Regions from separate parts of the Strix aluco genome. Here region 2 is linked to region 1. The links are chromatin contacts, called in public Hi-C maps. All regions are on one chromosome and are shown on one strand. Each heading gives the region's core, a stretch centred on a gene start, on an enhancer-like site or on the middle of the called end of the contact. The rest is flanking DNA. Distances are from core to core; before and after follow the strand shown.

Region 1 (2,792 bases), core at 191-2,690:
AAAACAAGCTACAAGAATAATACGGGCTATATTTGAATTTCACGGTCAGATGTCTCCCTCTGCTGGGAAAAAACCTCTAAAAATTCGACCAGAAATTGTTTTTAAAAGCACCAACACTGAAGGATGTAACGTCTAAAAAAATCCACAAGAGGTCTCTTATTCTCACAGAGTTTGTAAATTAACTGCTTTTGCTGAAATCTGCGGTGTTAAAAGATGCTAAACAGCAACACAAAACTTTAGATTTCACCCAGAATACCGCCATTTGGTCAGACCTGAGAAACAGGCAAAAACCACATAAGTGTGAGGGAAGTGTAGAAAATAAGGGATATCATAATGCTTTAAAACCAGTGAGACTATCCTTAAGAATTTTGCTAATACTTTTCACGTTAATAATAACTCCATAGTAGATTCAGGAATAACAGCCCAGGTTCTATTTTCTTGCTACAAGCACAAAAGAAGCTCTGTTGTCTACCAGGTCCTACTCTTGAGGCGCAAAAATCCTCCTACAATGACTAACCAAAGTACTCTGCTTAATTTGGAGTCTGTTTCTCCTTTATGTCAAGGAAATCTGTATTTTAGAGGGGGAAACTAAGGCTGAAGGATGTTGGCTTTACCTACACAGTCCTCTCAGAACAAAACAGTAACAGCAGTAAAGATTTCTGCCTATTTGCATAGACTTTTATCACTGCAGTCCTGGGAATGCTGACATTACCCAAAGCTCTGGAACAAGAGGCAGGGTGACAGGAGTTTCTTCCAGGCCAGGCTGCAGCAACTCCCGGAGTTGCAGACTGACACAGAAGTTAAGGCAGAGCGCACAGCCACGGTCGGGCTACCACCCCGCATATGCTGTTTGTGTTTGCACTCTCTATCGAGATGACGAGAGAGCACTACTGCATATTAAACCTGCAGACTAGTGCTAAGATTACATCATTGTGAGGCTGCGCTCTCATTTTCTGAAAGGTCATGGTGATTAGGAGACATTCCTGAGAACTGGAAAAAGGCAAATGCGACACTCGTGTTCCACAAGAGCGGCAGAGGGAGCCGGGGAAGGTTGGCCAGCCCCTGAAAACCCTGTCCCTGGAAGGATTACGCGGCAAAAGGCCATTTAGCGAGCAGGCGGACAAGGGCGCGCTGGCTGGGGCCGGGCATGGCTCGGCGGGGCCGCCCGCCTCCCTCCGCCCCTGCCTCCTCAGACCCCCCGGCTGACAGGAACCGGCCCCACAGCCGCCCCCCCTCAGGCGGGGCGCGCCGAGGCGCAGCTTGCAGGGAACGGAGACCAGCACCCCCGGAGACCCCCAGGCGAGGGCCGCTCGCCGGCTGCCCGCCTCCCTGCTCCGCCGGCCCGCCCCTCACCTCCGGGCGGAGCGAGCCGACTTCCCCAAGATGGTGCCGCGCCGCCGACAGCGGAGATGCACCTTCCCAAGATGGCGGCGGCGCGTCCGTCTCCCGCGACCTCTCCAAGATGGTGTCCCGCTGCCGACGGCGACCTCTTAAAGATGGCGGCCGTAGCCCCGCCCCGAAGCGGGGCAGGCTGGGAGCGGGGCCGCGCGGCGGGGAGCGGGCCTGGTGCGGGCGGTCGGGCCGGGCTGGCGGCGGAGCGGAGCGGGGCCGGGCCGGGCGGGCGCCATGCCGGAGCTGGCGGTGGACCGGGTGGTGGTGCACCCGCTGGTGCTGCTCAGCGTCGTCGATCACTTCAACAGGTGGGGCCGGCCAGGCGCGGCGCCGCGGCGCTGAGTCACGGTCACGGCCCGGGCTGGGCTGGGCCGTGAGGGAGCCGGGGCCGTGAGGGGAGCGCGGCCGTGAGGGAGCCAGGGCCGTGGGGGGAGCGCGGCCGTGAGGGCCCCGGGGCGCGCAGGATCGGGGTGGAGGGGTCCCCGCGCCGTGAGGGGAGCGGCGCGCCCGGGCCCGGGCCGGTGGCTCGGTGCCGAGGGCCGCGATCCCCGGGTGGCGGCGGGAGCGCGGCCTGCGGGAGCCGCCGCCGCCGTTGTTTTCCGCTTCAGGAGGAGGAAAGTCCGAGGGCGGGGAGCGTGAGGGGGCTGTCGGCGCCCTTCCTCGGAAACAACCTCCTGCTGCCTTAAAACACGAGTGGGGGAGCAGTGGGGCTGGCTCCCCAGGCTGCGGCTGGCTGAGCGGGGGGTAGCTCGCACCCCGCTAAACACCGAGCAATTTGTGCCTGATTTAACTTAATTGCGCCAATTGACAAGGAGTTTCAGTGTCAAAAATAAAAAAGCGAACTCTCACAAGGCGAACAAGCCCGCTATTGTGCAAGCAAATTGCGGATGACACCGAGCAGTTTAAGAGCTTACTCACTTTTTTATAGCTCATTGTCCTGCGGAGAGGCTGCGGCGGGGCTGGGTTTGGGTCACGCTCCCCCTCCGCAGCCGCGCAGTCCTGGTTCCGCATCGCTGGGTTACAAGGTTTGGTTCTGAGGGCACCGAAACGCCTTTTTCTGGGTGTAAATCAGCAATCAGTAATAAAACAATCATAACGCCTCTTCTGTTCCGACACTCATACTGTTTAACTTGCAGAATTCAAGCGAAGCAAGTGATCTGCTGTTACCTTCTTTCCTGAATCAGGCTTTTTGTCATAGGAACTGACCGTCTTTTCCATTTAGAATAGGAAAAGTTGGAAATCAGAAACGAGTCGTTGGGGTGCTGCTGGGCTCGTGGCAGAAAAAAATACTAGATGTGTCCAACAGTTTTGCAGGTGAGTTTGGGTGTCTTACCCTTGTTCAAACCTACTGAATTATTTAATAGATGATTGGCGTTTGGGTTTTTTTAAGCCACCTTGCC
Region 2 (2,910 bases), core at 28-2,527, 160 kb after region 1:
GATGTCCTGGAGCAGCAGAGAACCACCTCCTAATCCGGAGGCTCTGCTCGCCTCCTCGGGGCACTGCTTCTTGGCCTTCACTGGGATCACTGGGAAGCCAAAGTTATGCGAAATCTGAGTGACTGTGGGAAAATCTCTGCCCCAGGATGCCGAAGCAGGGACCTTGTTTTGTTGTTACAGGTCAGGGGGATGGGATTTGCGGATGGCTGGACTACGAGGAACGGGTGTAAGCAGTGTATGAAAGTGTCCCGGCTGCTCAAAAGACTAGAATAAAGAGCATAAAGTAAAAAAACCCACAAATAAAGTACAAAATAACAGCATCTAATACTTGAAGCGTTCAATCCCCTCTGCAAATGCAGGTTGTGCTTAATTAAGCCTTAATGCCCTGAGTTAGGCCTGGGTGCTCCCTCTCCCCTGCTCCAAGGCAGCAGCCCGGGAGGCCATTGCCGGTGCACGTCACCGTTTCCATTTTCTTCCCAGCTCTGTGGGGACGGCTCACGCTTCGGGATGCAGCCCGGCTCTGCTCCACCCGCCAGCTCTGAGCACCCATCCGTGAGGGCGCTGGCTCTGGTTTGAGGGTGCTAGGCCAAGTTTAACGGATCTCTGGACCTCCGTGGTGCCCGAGGTGAAACGCGTGGCTCAGGGGATCTTGCATCGTTTACAGGTGGTCGTTTCGCTGCTGGCCCGCATTTCCCAGCTGCAATAAGGTAACCAGTGCTCCAGAAAACACTGGTTTTGCTGGGAGCATGGAACTGGTGGTTGGAAGAGGATGAGGAAGGCGTCCTTCTTCTGCCCCTTGCTCCGTGTTGACCTTTGGGCAGGTGGAGAACGACCTTAGAACTTGTAGGACCCTATAGACGAGTGTACGCGCCGCTCGGCTCCGCTCTGAGCGTACCGGGATGCCATGGAGCTGCGGGGAGGCTGGGGCAGGCCCTGCCCCACGGCTGCCCACGCCTGCTGGGGGACTGGGGGGCCGGGGGGCCTCTCCCTGCGGAGGCCGGGCAGCGTGGGCACCTGCCGGAGCCCAGCTCAGTGTCCACAAGCCGGAGATGGGCAGCAGGAGAGTCCCCAGCCCTGAGGGACGTGGCCTGCTGTTCCCCTGCCTGCAGTGCCCCTGCCTGCCGGGACAGGCCCTGCAGCGCTCCGTCCGCCCGCCCCACAGCTGCCGCCGCCGCGGTGCACGCTGGGATGCGGAGGCGCTCGCGGCGTGACACGGCTCCGGCGGCCGGGGAGGGGCGGAGCGATGGCGCGGCGCGATCGTCACTTCCGCCGGGGCCGCGTGTCAGTTCCTGGCGGGATGAAGGGGAGGCGGAGGCCGGCGTCTCGGCGGGAGAAGATGGCGGGGCGGGGCGGCCTGGCCGAGGAGACGGTGAACGTCTGGGTCCTGCAGTTCTATTTCCACCAGGCCGTGGAGGCCTACCGCTCCGGGCGGAACCGCGACTTCCGCCAGCTCCGTGACGTCATGCAGGGTGGGCCGGGCCCGGGCTGAGGCGGGGAGCGGGGGCAGCCCCTGGGGGACCCGCGGGGAGGGCGGCGGTTGGGAAGGGGTAGGCGCGGGCTGGGGGTGAGGGCAGCCGGGGCCGGGGAGAGGCTGGTCCGCGGGCTGGGCCGTGCTGTACCGGTGTAACCCCCCCCCCACACCTCGTCCCACAGCGCTCCTTGTGCGGCCTCTGGAGCAGGACTGCACGGTGTCCCAGATGCTGCGCATAATGCAACTCCTGTCACGGATTGAGGAAGGCGAGAACCTCGGTGGGTCCCCAACCCTCCCAGCAAGGCGCTGGGGAAACTCCAGTGCTGGCTCACAGCCCACTGCCCCAGCTGGAGTGTGCCCTGTTCTGTGGCAGTGCCTCTGCAGCTCCCAGGATCTGTGTTTCTGCACAGACCAGGGCTCTGGGCTGAAGCTGTTAAGCTGTAGGAGCTTTCCCCTGAGGGTGAGGGGCCGGGGAGCGTGGCTGTTCGTGTCTCTATCGTGCTGCCGTAGCCATGAGCAGTGTGCTTGAACCCAAGCTCCAGGGCTGTCCTGCTACCAAACAGACTAGCCTTGTGACTTCAGCTCAGCCTCGCAGCTTCTGAAATGCTCCCCCACATCAGTTATTTGTAGTCAAGTGGTTCTGCACCTTTCCCTGCCTGGGGGGGATCTTGCAGTTTAGACATTTGGCAATGTCTCATCTTTCTCCTCAGTAGCTCTAGAATTTGCAGTCAGAATGAGCAAGTGAGTAACTAACTGTCCGTAAGGCATCGCTGTGAATGCCTTGCAAATCGGCGGCTGTGAATTCTTGCAGATTGCACCTTCGATAAAGAGTCAGAGCTCACCCCTCTTGAATCAGCAATCGGTGTCCTGGACCTCGTTCAGAGAGAATTCTCTGTGGCTGAGAAGACGATGGAAACTATTCAGAAAATGGTGAAGGAAGCTGTAAGACCTTTTTCAATAAATGCTTTGCTTGTCTTTTGTCTTAAAAAGGTCTTGTACAAATGGCAGTGGGAATTGCCTCGTGTGTAGAATACCGTCCTTAGTACTGACTTGGCTGCAAATGCGTATCTTCAGTGTATGTGCTTCTTCATCAGTTAAAGTAGAAGTTGTTTTTTCTATGGAAGGTGGTACTAAGCTGTCACCTGTGTGCCATGTTTGATGATGGTAACAGCTTTTCCAAAGCTGATCTAGAGGGCATGGTCAGTTCAGTGTCAGCAGAGAAACTGTTATTTTTCTTCCGTAGGCTGTTGTTGTCTGCATCAAAAACAGAGAGTTTGATAAAGCCTTCAAAATTGTCAAGAGGCATATGGGGAAGGAGCCCAGAAACCAGGTGAGTCTGTGCCAGAGTGAAAGATGGCTGCTTGAGGACTGTGGGATGTCTTGCAGGGATATTTGGGGGTGGTCTGATATGTCTTATGGGGTACTGGGGTGGGGCACTT

The links. A called contact is a pair of places that touch in the nucleus more often than the background predicts.
Region 2: a Hi-C map of heart shows a contact between it and region 1, with 15 times the contacts expected there. The contact joins the promoter of TERF2 here to the promoter of ZFHX3 in region 1. A contact is called at or near these places in 2 of 2 Hi-C or Micro-C datasets (brain and heart).

The regions. Positions count from the first base shown.
Region 1 is chr14:1,237,634-1,240,425 of bStrAlu1.hap1, forward strand. ZFHX3 (zinc finger homeobox 3) reads right to left here and starts at 1,441. Exons shown (of 15, transcript XM_074839587.1): 1 at 1,354-1,441. It overlaps PSMD7 (proteasome 26S subunit, non-ATPase 7), which reads left to right and starts at 1,531. Exons shown (of 7, transcript XM_074839593.1): 1 at 1,531-1,700; 2 at 2,615-2,706. The coding sequence starts at 1,627.
Region 2 is chr14:1,396,397-1,399,306 of bStrAlu1.hap1, forward strand. TERF2 (telomeric repeat binding factor 2) reads left to right here and starts at 1,278. Exons shown (of 10, transcript XM_074839570.1): 1 at 1,278-1,469; 2 at 1,654-1,749; 3 at 2,283-2,413; 4 at 2,715-2,801. The coding sequence starts at 1,298.